2 separate regions of the Oryctolagus cuniculus genome follow, and region 1 is linked to region 2. A link is a contact called in public Micro-C data. All regions are on one chromosome and are shown on one strand. Each heading gives the region's core, a stretch centred on a gene start, on an enhancer-like site or on the middle of the called end of the contact. The rest is flanking DNA. Distances are from core to core; before and after follow the strand shown.

Region 1 (6,669 bases), core at 1,372-3,871, 100 kb before region 2:
AGTTTATAAAAATATGGACACATGCAGATGCCTTAAATCCTTGATGACACAAAGAGATGTTTGAATAAATAAGATTTGAAAGTGTTATCACTAAAGGTTAAAAGGGAGGATATAAAGTTGCCCATCTGGTATAATCACAAGTAATAATTGGAGTAGAAAGAAGAAATAAACATTTGTCCATATCTCTGGGTGGTGCCGTTGTCTTTCCCCATCTACCTGTCATATTTTCCAGACTTTCCTGGGAATGTTTGTTATTATAATGGAAAAGGTCTCTTATTTTCGTCTATTTAAAAAAACCTGATTTTATCGCAGTTTCCATGGTGCTCTAGTTGCCCTAAAGTTTATTCGCATTGTATTTCTAGGGTGCTTCTGCCACCTTGTGCTTTCTGAAATCCATTGCAATGGTTAAGAAAGAACCATGCTTAACAAGGTTATTTCTTTGATGATAAATTTTACTGCATACTATGGGAGGAGGAGAGAGGCAATATTTTTCAAATACATGGAAGATACAGATGCTGTGTGTGTGTGTGTGTGTGTGTGTGTGTATGCGTGCGCACACGCAACCACTCTCCAAACCTCGTTTACTATGAGGTCAGGTATTAAAATCACCTTTTATCACTCGGAACTGCAATCTGGTAAAGGGGGAGAGTAAAGACCTGGGTTTTAGTGCTGAGGGCAGTCAGCTCCTTACGCAAGGGTTTAACACGGCTGGGTACCTTCCATGCTTCCATTTTGAAAAGGTCTTCCTTTCTGTGCAACAACTTCGGTGAGAGGTGCCCGGAGAGCTCTTTAAACTAAATGGCCTGCTGCGTGTAGACATGACGTGCTTTTCTTATGCTGCATTATCATTCCAGACAGCACTGCACTTAGGCCACGCCTCACACCCTGCATGGCCGGCTGCCTCAGAGGTATGCTGGGCTCCAGAAAGGAGCGCTTTTACCTGGGACGTGGGCCTTCCTGCTTGAGAGACAACAAGCCTGATTTAAAGACTGCTCAGAGCAGTGCTGGGATCTTTCTTTTTAGGAATTAATTTAAATGATTTGGTTTATGAATTGGTGTTTAAGGAACGATGGATGCAAATAACTTAAGTTCCTCAACTGGCAAACATCTGTCTCTAGCATGATAGTGGAATGGGCTTTACTAGCTTTTTTTTTTTTCTTAAGATTTTATTTATTTGAGAGGTAGAATTACAGTGAGAGGGAGAAACAGAGAGAAAGATCTTCCTTTCATTGTTCACTCCCCAAATGGTTGCAATGGCCGGAGCTGCGCCAATCCGAAGCCAGGAGCCAGGAGCTTCTTCCCAGTCTCCTATGCTGGTGCAGGGGCCCAAGCACTCGGGCCATCTTCTACTGCTTTCCTGGGCCTACTGCATCATGGTCCCACCCCCTTTCTTAGCTCTTAAAATGGTGACAGTTGGGGCCAGCACCGTGGCATAGCAGGTTAAGCCTCCATTTCCAGTGCTGGCATCCCATATGGGGCCAGTTTGAGTCCTAGCTGCTCCTCTTCTGATCCAGCTCTCTGCTATGGCCTGGGAAAGCAGTGGGAGACCCAGAAGAAGCTCCTGGCTCCTGGCTTCGACCTGGCCCAGTCCCAGCCATTGTATCCCTTCCTTTCAAATAAATAAATAAATAAACCTTAAAAAGTAAAACAAAATAAGACGGTGACAGCAGCAGGCCCAGTGCATATTTACTCAGCCTTCGATGTCTTCCTTGCATTGAGGAAGTAGGATTGCATCATGGAATCGTCACCACAGAAACCACTCGTATTCAACATCCATTACATAGCAGGCCTGGTGCAAGGCTTTTCTAAGCTATTTATGTAGCTATTGTTTTATTAGCCCTTACATTGTTAGCAAATAAAGCTAACATCATCCTGCAGAGGTAAATCTTCATGCAAAAGCAGATCTGCACATGCCTATGTGAGTCGTCAGTGCAAAGCTGAGTATGCATTGTCCTTCTCACTTGAAGAGAATGAGCTCAGAGACCGAGGCTTACCGCTTAAACTTGGCAATGGTGGGCAGGAATTTGAACTCCAACGTTTCTGACAGCACTTCCTGCTCTGTGCTGTTTAGAGCAGAATGTCTTTTTGTTGCACGTGGTGAGGATCTTGGTAGCCATGGTGGTCTGAAACGGGGGCCGCTGTCTGGAGGGCATGGAATTTACAGTTGGATGTGAGAGCAGGGGTGGGGGCTGCTGGGAAAGATGCTGGCAGCCTCAGCATCAGCACCGCTCCTTGCAAACCGCATCTCGCTTCCTGGAGGAGCCTCGTGCTGTTGTGGTTGGCAAAGCATTACAGGGAGCTTGGAAGCACTTCCCCAGGACCTTCCAGTTTTCCCTATTTGGTCAGTTCTGACTTGTACTTGTGCCGTAACCTCTTCACGAATCATCTCCCAGCCTCCAGTCCTGCCTCACTTCCAATCCATTCTCCACACTGCCTTTAGAACAAGCTTTCTGAAGAACAGACCAGATCTCGTCACTCCCATGCTTTAACTCTTCCAAGAGTTTCGCATTACAAGTAGGACAAAGTCCAAACTCTTTACCATGGGGATGGGGGTGTAAGTGGGGGTACATTTTACTGTTCCCCTAAATGTACCATGGGCTCTCTCCCCTCAGCACTGGGTATGTTTTGCTAACCCTTTGTTTTGTATTGATCCATCTTCCTCCTATTTAAAAGTCACTTTTTGGGGCTTGCATTGTGAATGAATAAGCCGCTGCCTACATTGCTGGCGTCCCAGGAATGTGGGTGCTGGTTTGAGTCCTGAGTGCTCCACTTCTACTGCTTGGGCTCCTGCAGCCTCATGGGAGACCCTGATGGAGCTACCGGCTCATGGCCCGGCTCTGGCTGTTGTGGCCATCTGGGGACTGAACCAGTGGATGGAAGATTTCTCTCTCTCTGTCTCCCTCTCTCTCTTTGTAACTCTGTCTTTCAAATAAATAAAATAAATCTTTTTTTTAAAGTCACTTCTTTCAGGAATCCCTTCTGAACCCCTTCTCTGGTGCCACCCTAAACATGTAGAATAGCATTCGGTTTAATGTAGCATTCATCACATGCATTATAATCACCTTGTTTATTGAAATAGAACTTGTTTACCATAACGCACCCTTTCAGACTAGACAACTGAATGGTTTTTAATACGTCCACAAGCTTGTACAACTGTCACCACTGTAATTTCATGACATTTCCTTCACTCCAAAAGGAATCCACTGACAGCTAGCTACTCCCACTCACCTGTCCCTCACACCCCTCTCAGCAATGATCTACTTTCTGTTTCCACAGGGATCTACCCAGTCTTGGCATAGATGGAATAGTATAATACTGGTCTTCCTGTGGGGCTTCTTTCACTACACGAAATGCTTGCAAAGTTCATCCGTGTTGTATGTAGCATGTGTCAGGACTTCATTCTTTTTATGGTTGAGTAATATTCCATTGTATATTTTTATCGCATTTTGCTTGTCCATTCATCTGTTGACGAACACCAGGCTGATTCCAGGTTTTGGCTTTCATGAATAATGCTTCCACGACTACTTGTGTGCATGTTTTGTATGGACCTATGTTTTCAGTTCTCTTGGGTAAGCACCCAGCAGGTGAATTGCTGGGTCATATGGTAACTATGTTTACCCTTTTGAGAAATTGCCAGAACGTTTTCTACAGCAGCTGCATGATTCCCACCAATAGTGTTCGGGGTTCTAATTGCTTACCATCCTCACCAAGCTCTCTTTCTCTTTCTCTTTGTTTTTTGTTTTTATGGTAACCACCCTAGAGAGTGTAACATTCTAATTGCTTTTTTTTTTTTTTTTTTTTTTTTGCTGGCCTCTATCTTCCATGATTCCAAATTATGTGAAGATAGGCTTATGCCAAAATCTTGTTCGTTATCGTGCCCCAGTGCCTAAGGCCTTGAGTAGGTAGATGCTTACTAAAGCATCTGCAGAATGGGTGAGAGGACCCAAAGTGTTCGTAGCTGCTTTGCTTCTATAAATCCAGGACCCAGGGCTGGAATGAGAAAAGATGTTCTGAGTGCTAGTCCACAGCTCTGCTCACCAGAGTGCCGTAGGACTTTAATAACCACGCTAATTAGATGGTCCCATGGCTTCAGTAGTCTTACCTGCGACATCCCGTGCGTGGAGATCAGCGTGAGTTCCCATGTAACCATCTCAAGATGGGGAAGAAGATACTTGGCTCTGTTGGCATTCCAATCTGTGATTCTGGGGAGTCTTTCTATTCCAAATACATTTTCCAAGGGCATGTGAACATTGTCTAATGAGAAAGCCATTCACTCGGAGTGAGAGTGGGGAAGAAAAAAAAGCAAAACAAAAGTCCCTTTACCAAAAACAGACGGGCCCCATCAATTATGCATTCAGAATAATACCGCTTGGAGCCAAGTTGTCATGTACTGAAACAACTCTGTTCAACCGAGTTACAACCGGGATCTCATCGACGGTTTACCCCTTCCTAGCCATTGGTTTTTATCTGTCCCACTGTAGCAAATCTCAGATTTGTAAAGACAAGGGGCTTATTCCCTGATTTCCCAGGGCATGGTCCTAGAAACAAAATGCCTGTAAAAGAAGAGGCCATGGTGCCTTCCCAGTGACTTTCCTGGGGTTATGATTGGCAAGTGTGGGCCAGAGGTGCCGTCTGCAAAACTCTTGAATGCATCTCCACCCTTTGTCAACATTCCTTCTGGTCAGGTTTTGCTGGGTCAGGAGTAATCTTCCATAGCATTTTTTCCTATTCACTGTGCACCCTCCCACAGCACACTTCCATCCTGGCTTTGTTTTTCTGTATTTTTCTTTCCTTGCCGCTTTGAAACGCAGTGTGAGGTCAACCCTGATAGTCTTCTGTTGAATCTTTAGACCTAGGGACAAGTTTTCTGCTCTGTCTTGCCCTAATCAGTGTAGATTTGCTGAGTTACAATCCCCTAATTACAATCCTGACTAATCCCAGCGAACTTTCCCTCTTACATTTTCTCTCTCAGAAACATAGTATGTGCTCATGACCCTGGGAGAGGAAGAGAGAGGAGGGCAAAAGAGAAGAGACTTGTGGGAAAGTTCTAGGTAAATAGTACTGACCTTGTGTAAAGAGTGTTAATGTTATTATATAGAAGTGAAAACACAGAAGATAGAAGAAATAACATAGCAATCATTGTCCAAATATGGCCCGTTTGAACCCTGGACTGTGTTTTGGCACTGCAGAAAAATTTCAAAAATCTTTCTGCCTGAAGATTTTCCCCTTCATTTATCTTTCCTGCTAAGCTGATACGTTTGACATCAGCAAATAGCCGTTGTTGTTTGGAGTATGGGAGGCATCAGGGCTGCAGGCAGCTATGCACCTGTCTGTGAAGAGCCTGTTTTCTCCTTTTCCTAATTTCTTTCCTATTTCTTGATTTACAGTTCCACCTGGGTCTTTCCTCCCACTGCTCAGCCTGCGTGGCTTCTTGAAACACTAATCTCAAGAGAGATCAGAAGCGAAGCCCCGCCCCCACCCCCTCGTGCAGGGAGTGCCAAGTGTATGCCCTGGAGCACTGGTTGAGCTCACAGGCAGGGAACTCTGCCTCAACGGAGCCCAGGGCTTCTAGCAACTTTGTTTACTGGGTCCTCCAACCAGGACCACATTTACCCACCCGGTTCACATTCCCAGCGTCTCGGGCAGAGAGAAGCATGTGGCTCTTCCTGCCCAGGTTTGCCTGCCTGATCAATCCACTGACAGCTTTTGCCCAGTTGCACAATCCTGCTTTTGAACGAACCACATCCTTGTAAATTGTGCGTGGAAACCAAACAGAATCTTGTACACAGTCGGCTGTGCCGGATTATGTAACGTTTCGTTCCCATAGAAGGTTCTTTTTGCTCTTAGGGATGGCATTCAGAGAAATTCCAAAACTTGGACTGAGATTTACAAGGACTGAGACACAAACCTCGGCTCTGGGCTGTGAAGGGGGCTGCCAGGAGATTAAGATTGTTCAAGGTACACCAAAACCTTGGCCTGCACAATCCCTGCTGCGCCCTGCTGCCCGGTGCAGCTGCGTGTCTCCGCCCCAAGGCTATTTGTTTACAAGTAGAATTGAAGGAAAATCCTGAAACATCCTGTCACAGGATGTGTGATGGGCCCTAGGAAATGAGCAGTTTGTGATTAGTGCAGACACTGCCCTCTAGTGGTGTAGCTGTGGCTAAAAAGGAACAAACTGGAGGTGCGCCCCACTTCTCCATTTTACCCAAATAGACTCCCAGATTGTGTACAAGAAAGACGAAGGGAGAAGGAGGGAAGGGACGGGAGAAGGAAGGAGGGAGAAAGGGGACTCCTGCTGGGGTAGCTCGTCTTAGGAACTCTAACGCTACTGTTTTTGCATTGGGTTTGTGAGATTCAGGGAACGCTTCAGTGAAAACCTGTTTTTCCCCTAGGCTTTCTAGCAAGAGATTCTAGCCCGAAGTGTTTACTCCAGATGTGTACTAGGACCCTGGGTTTCTTTCCAGCCTCCTTGACTCTGCCCAGGCCTCAGGTGCTCCGTCATCACCACTGTTTTGAGTGGCAGAACCATGGAGACCAGGCTCCTGTCTCCCGCCCTCCACCTGTCTTTGTGTTCCCTTTCGGCCTTTCTGGTTTGTTGCCCTTTGCACTACACTTCCCGCTGGCTTCAGGCAGAGGAGCCTGGGGCCGGGTTCCTCAGGTGCCTGTGGG
Region 2 (6,543 bases), core at 3,915-6,414:
TATTTGAAAGGCAGAGTTACAGGGAGACAGAAGGAGAGATGGAGAGAGCTCTTCCATCTGCTGATTCACTCCCCAAATAGCTGCAATAGCCAAGGCTGGGCCAGGGTGAAGCCAGGAGCCAGGAGCTTCTTTCAGGTCTCTCACATGGGTGCAGGGGCCTAAGCACTTGGGCCATCTTCCTCTGCTTTCCCAGGTGCATTAGCAGGCACCTGGATCAGAAGTGAAGCATCACAGACTCTAACCGGTGTTGATATGGGATGCTGGCTGTAAGACCACCACAAAACACACCAAACACCAGAGTTAGGGAAAGAGTTTATTTGGGGAAACCTGACAGACTGGAGGGAAGGGGCGAAGAAGGAAAAGAGGCAGAAGGAGAGTGTAAGAGAGATCCAGAGACAGAGAGAGAGAGAGACAGAGATCAGGAGACAGAAAGAGAGCCACATGTTCAGGAACTGGCCCTTTTCAAGCTTTGCCAGGGGCCGGTGCTGAGGCGCAGTAGGTTAATCCTCCGCCTGCGGCACCAGAATCCCATATGGACGCTGGTTCTAGTCCCGGCTGCTCCACTTCCAATCCAGCTCTCTGCTATGGCCTGGGAAAGCAGTAGAAGATGGCCCAAGTGCTTGAGCCCTGCACCTGCATTGGAAACCCAGAGGAAGCTCCTGGCTCCTGGCTGCTGGCTTCGGATTGGTGCAGCTCCGGCTGTTGCGGCCATTTAGGGAGTGAATCAACGGAAGGAAGACCTTTCTCTCTGTCTCTTCCTCTCACTGTCTGTAATTCTACCTCTCAAATAAATAAATAAAAATCTTAAAATCTTTGCTGTGGGGTGGGCAAGGAAGTAGGGGCAGTGAATCCCATTAGGATGGGGGTAGGGTGTTTGGGCCATGTGGCCATCTGGCTTCCAGCAATGGTGGCAGGGGCTACAGCCTAGGATGGTGTCAGGGTGTAGATTGTTCCATAGATAAGACTTCGCCATTTTACTAACACTGGCATCGCAGGCTGTGGCTTTACTCACAATGCTACAGTGCCAGCTCCTAGAGTAATTTCTTAAAGTGGTCAGATAGCACCTTCATTGAGTGCCTCCTGAAGTTGAAGGATAACCTCTCCATTTATTGCTTCGTGACTTGGAGTACATGATTTAAGAACCTGAGACTTTTTCCTTTCAGACCAAATTTGAGCCCATCAGCTGCCTTTTTTTCTGTCATACCCTTTCACAGTTATAAAAAAGAGATAAAGGCAGTGGAAATGTTCCGTGTTAATGATAATCAAAGGGATAGTAAAAGTGAGATCAATATTTTTGTCTATCAGATTGGCAAAGACTTAAATTACATAAGTTCATTATTGGTCAAAGTGTACAGCCATATGCTCTGGATGGGAACTAAAATGTTAACAAATTATCTGGGGAGGAATTTGGTATATCAAAGCTATAAGATATGCACACTCTTTGATCATTAAAAACTACCTTCTGAATAAGGTCGCTGAGGATATCAGCAAAGGTTTAGCAGCAGAGAAGTTAACTGCAGTGTGGCCTACAACAGGACATTGGATAAGTAAGTTATGGAATGGCCATATTCTGAAGTTATCTATAACAATTTTAAATCATAATGCAAAGACGGAAGAAGATCTCAGTGTTGTGTTGCGGCTTACAAGGCTAATCCTCCGCCTTGTGGCGCCGGCACACCGGGTTCCAGTCCTGGTCGGGGCGCTGGATTCTGTCCCGGTTGCCCCTCTTCCAGGCCAGCTCTCTGCTGTGGCCAGGGAGTGCAGTGGAGGATGGCCCAAGTACTTGGGCCCTGCACCCCATGGGAGACCAGGAAAAGCACCTGGCTCCTGCCATCAGATCAGCACGGTGTGCCGGCTGCGGTGCGCCGGCCGCGGCAGCCATTGGAGGGTGAACCAACGGCAAAGGAAGACCTTTCTCTCTGTCTCTCTCTCTCACTATCCACTCTGCCTGTCAAAAAAAAAAAAAAAATTACACACTATCTTCCCCCTTTCTTAAAGAATGTGTGCAGATATACACATCCGCAATGACAACAGGTCTTGAAATATGCACCAAAAAGTTAACCTCACTCATTTCTGGGTGGCAAATTTTGTGATTGTTTAAAAAAACTTTGTCTCATTTTCAAATTTTTCAAAAAGTTTTGCTACATAAATGTTAGTGAAACAAAAATGCTACTTTTAATATAAGTAAATAAATGTCATTATACATGGGGGAGCAGAGTCACCGTCTTGAGCCCAGCAATGATAGCAAGTTGAGGAGCCCGTGAACCTGACTATGCTGTAGACTCAAGTCACCCCTCCTCTTAGTTTTAGCATCCTAATTTTGAGCTGGGCAAATTGCCACCCAGAACAAAGACTACATGTCCCAGCTCTCCTTGCTGGGGGTCAAGACTAGATTCTGACCAGTGAGATGTTAGGTGGAATTACTCTGTAGCACTTGAAGAATTTTGAGGTAGGGCTTAGGCTCACCCTTGATTTTCCCTTTTCTTTCTCAAATGGATGTGTTGGCTGGAGGTGCCGCACAGATAGGTCCCTGAAATGAAATCCACAGTCTGAGCAAAGATAGCAGTCCTGGTTCTTTGTGGTTGACTCCGCATCTGCTTTGGATTGCTTCCTTTCACACTATGCTGTGTTCTAGAGCGTCACATTTCTGTTTCATTTACATCTCTGCTATTTTGGGGTCCATTGTTTTCAGACAGTCTGGGCTGAACTAATGTACTAATAGTGTTTGTGGTTGTTGCTAACTAATTAGAACCCTTTAGTGAAGGGCTTCTAAAAATTCTTTGTCCAGAAAAAGGAAATATTTGGAGCATGACAAAAAAAATCATACTTCCACGTTTCTATAATATGTGTTCAGTTCCTTAGATTTCTAGATGATGTCTCACAAGCGATTTTGTTTATGCAGCACCAAATAAACCTACCTAGGTTTGACCTCCAATGCTGACCTAGGCAATTTGGAGGCCACAGCTGCCAAATATATTTCTTAATTACACAAAAGTACATTAAATGGATGTGAATAATGATAAAAAATAATGACATTTTTACACCAGTGCAAGTGTACCTTATTAAGGTACAGAGAGAGGCCTTTAGTAAATACATTTAGGGAAGAGGAGTCCATTATTAAAGCAAAATACTTCATCTGGGAAGCACTGTTAGAGGATTTTTACCAAGTGAGTATTTCTGTGAACTAATTTACGACCTTGAGAGAAAAACTGTATCGAACTCCCAAATAATCTATACACGGAGAGGCAATTAAGGCATTGCTTTAACATTCGTCCATATTGCTACACAACTGTAATTTATACCCTGTGAACAGACACGATCTATAACTGTCTTTTGGGGACATGAAAATGATTCTTTCAGACTTCTTCATTATATGGCTAATTTGCAGGGCAGTGTGATAGGGTGCTTCAGGGATTGAAACTTGGATGCTGAAGATGAAAACTTTGTTTCGTAAGCAGTGCCTCTGTAAAAACACTCAGGCATTTCAAAATGGTTTTTTTTGAGATGGTCGCCAAGAATATGGACAATAAAAGGGCTTAACCTCAGTTCTCCCTACCCCTGTCCCCACTGTAAGACATTATTAGAAGCGTAAGTGGCCAGAAATTTTGAGAGAGCTATCCCCCTTTTTCTGTCTTTCTTTCCTTTTTCTCTTTATCAATGCAAATGTTCCTGTTTTCATCTCTGTAGGATTCTTTCCTCACTGCATTCCACAAGCCCAGAGAAACTCGCTGGAACTCATACAAAACCCTCTCCCGCTACCATATTAGGAATCAAAATGTGTAGCAGAAACCCACTGCCAAGCCGAGATAATCAACAGGGAATGTCTATGCCTTGAAGCCAAATGAGTGCAGAAAAATGATCAAGGCAGCAAAATAAATAATAAAACTGAGGACTGATTCTAGATTATGGCCCTGTTACATATCCCACTCTCTAATAAGGCTATGTGGAAATTTCTGTACCTCTTGGCTGTTCAGGTGTAAGAACCTAGTTTGGTTTAATGTTACTTATGGATAAAATTCACTCCCAGTCACAAGTAGAGCAAAGAGAAGTAATACATGTTTGCCTTATTAACAACATCAAAATGATTTTGGGTGGTAGCATGGCTCATAAATTTTCTGCCATAATGCCCAGCTAATTCTGAAGTATCTTTACATGTATGATTTTTTTCAATTTTGAAGGGTCTGTGAGTGTATAGCAATTATGAGAAAACTTTTTGGCTACTTGTTTTTGCTCCAAGTGAAACTGGTTAAGATTAATCGTATTTGCATTTTTTTATACACAGCCCCAGATCCTTCATGTACTTGGCTAGAAATGAATTTTTAATTAACACATGTGCCAAATTAATAGATGGTTCAAACCATAACACAGTGGTTCTAGAATCGTGGCAAGGGAGTGGATAGGGGTTAGATAGTGAAGGCTGAGCAATTATCTAGTGGATTAAACAGACTGTTGTGGAAGTTACTGCCTGCTTTATTAAGGCTGTAATGATTACACCTGAGAATGTAATGCTGTAATGATGAGGAATTTGACCTTGCAGCCATATTAAGTAAGTTTTAAAGGAGGCAGAGGTAGGAAATGAGGATATCGGAGAGAGAACATTCCATAAATCAAGACAACAGATGACAGGAGCACGAGTGAGTGCATAAATGTAGACTCAGGATGAAGCAAAGAATTTAGAGCGATTACAAAGTAATTTCTGTGCCATAACTCTCTGGAAAATTATAATTATCAGAGAAATAACAGGCCTATGTTCAAACTGTTTCTTGTTGTAGCACTTGAACCAAAAAAAAGGAAAAAAGAAAAAGTTGCCTCGGGAATTTGGAGATGCAGGGACAAATCCAAAGGAATAGTCTAAAACCAACAAAAAGGTCTGTCTTGTATTTTTATAGCATGTTGGAACCTACAAAGTAGTTTTGTCAAGTCTGTGAGGAAGACTTCCTTATCCCTTAATCCACATGAGGGCACGGACTGAGTCACCATGCTAAACAACCTGCCCAAAGCCTGAGTAAGAATGCGCGCTGGATCTCCAACCCTTGCTTTTTCCAAAAAAGCCTGTGTTTGTTTTCTGGAGGGCTCTGCCTCTCCTTTTGCAGTATGACTCAGAAGCAGCTCCTCCCTTTGTCCATTTGTTTGTTTGGCCTTGAACACGTGCAATTTCTGGTTCTGAGACTCACATTCAACCTAAGAGAAATGCCCTTTGCTGGAAGGACTGGGAAAGAGGTGCCCAAATCCTGGGCCGCTACTGCCATCTTCTGTTCAGAGTGGCTCACTCAGGACTGCTTCCCATAACCCTCACCCAGGTCACACTGACTCCAGGGCAGGCAGGACTCTTACCCTGGCATTTGCAATTCCCAGTTCAACCTGTTCTGGAAGCAGCACCTTTGGGTGTTGGTCAGCGTTACAGGCAGTTTGAACAGGATTAAGGGAGTGAAACTCTGTGTAGGAGGCAAGACCTAGAAAAAGGAGTTGATGATGTGGTAGAGAACTGGTCAAAGAAGACGGAGGAGTGGAAGAGAGTTACCTTTACCCTGAGTGTACCGGATGAGGGCCAAACATTTGCACTCTGAAACTAAAGCCTTCTGTGAGTGTACCACAAGGAAGAGAGGTGCAAGGACCATGAAGTCAGATCCTCCTCGGATACCAGGGGAGGCCATCGAAGGCGCTGATTCACCTCAAAATCACAGGCTCTGTGCTGTAGATAATCCTCGCCTGCAAGTTGCGTCAAGACTTTGATGGCAGTGGTCCACAGAGAAGACTGGATCTTCTCAGAGCTTAGCATGTGCGCGTCTGAAAATGCGAGCATTGGCGCCATCCCAATGGTATGGCAAATGAGGGTAACTCTTCCATGACTCAACTTTTTATTTGCTCTCAGTTCTTCCCAACTGATAAAGCTTGGTGAGCAGCTCTAGAGAGCAGCCGGATCTCAGAGCTGGTGGTGGGAAAGTGAGGCAGAGGGGAGGCAGTGCCACCACCTGGTGCTAAGGAGTCATGGCAGGCTGTAGCATCCTCCCTCTGCCACTCCCGTTTGTGGAAAGGACTCTTAATACCGTACATAAGAGGCTACTTTTGCAAAACTATTTTCCCTTCAAGATAGTTCCTGATGCTAAATTTAAAAGTTTGCTTCACTCAACTAAAATTAAGGGGAGAAGGACACAGAGAATGATTAGTCACAAGTAACAAATCATCCTGGGGGATTTCCAGTGATAAACTCAGAGAAGAATGAATCACAGAGAAGTAAAAAATGAATACAAAGTACCTGTTTGTCTGGACTTGTGCTAAGCACTGTCATATGTCATCTTGTTTATAGCCCTATGAAAAAGGAATTGTGATACCCCTTTAGCAGATGAAGAAATTGAGGCTGACACTGTTAAGGAGCTCATCCAGGGTCACACAGATGACTTGTGAAACTGTCAGGGTTTGAGTGAGGGCTTTATGGCTTCCAAAGCAGCGTGGCTGGCCTCAACATTCGACTAATCATGGGGGATATAATACAAGCAGTTGACATTCCGTGAGAACCCTCATGTGCCAGGCACTTTCCAATAT

The links. Hi-C and Micro-C count contacts between places; a contact is called where the count stands out from the background.
Region 1: a contact with region 2 is called in a Micro-C map of ear pinna, with 7 times the contacts expected there. The contact joins two enhancer-like sites. A contact is called at or near these places in 4 of 6 Hi-C or Micro-C datasets (ear pinna, embryonic fibroblasts, skin fibroblasts and 1 more).

The regions. Positions count from the first base shown.
Region 1 is chr11:82,352,608-82,359,276 of mOryCun1.1, reverse strand. No RefSeq gene overlaps it. Among named protein-coding and RNA genes, the nearest start is that of PAWR, 130 kb to the left of the region's middle. Within about 2 kb of position 2,621, at least 2 of the 8 cell types and tissues checked have an H3K27ac peak or open chromatin away from gene starts, as enhancers often do. A contact at or near this core is called in ear pinna, where this site is marked.
Region 2 is chr11:82,254,467-82,261,009 of mOryCun1.1, reverse strand. All of the region lies in intron 11 of SYT1 (synaptotagmin 1), which reads right to left. Among named protein-coding and RNA genes, the nearest start is that of PAWR, 230 kb to the left of the region's middle. Within about 2 kb of position 5,164, at least 4 of the 8 cell types and tissues checked have an H3K27ac peak or open chromatin away from gene starts, as enhancers often do. A contact at or near this core is called in ear pinna, where this site is marked.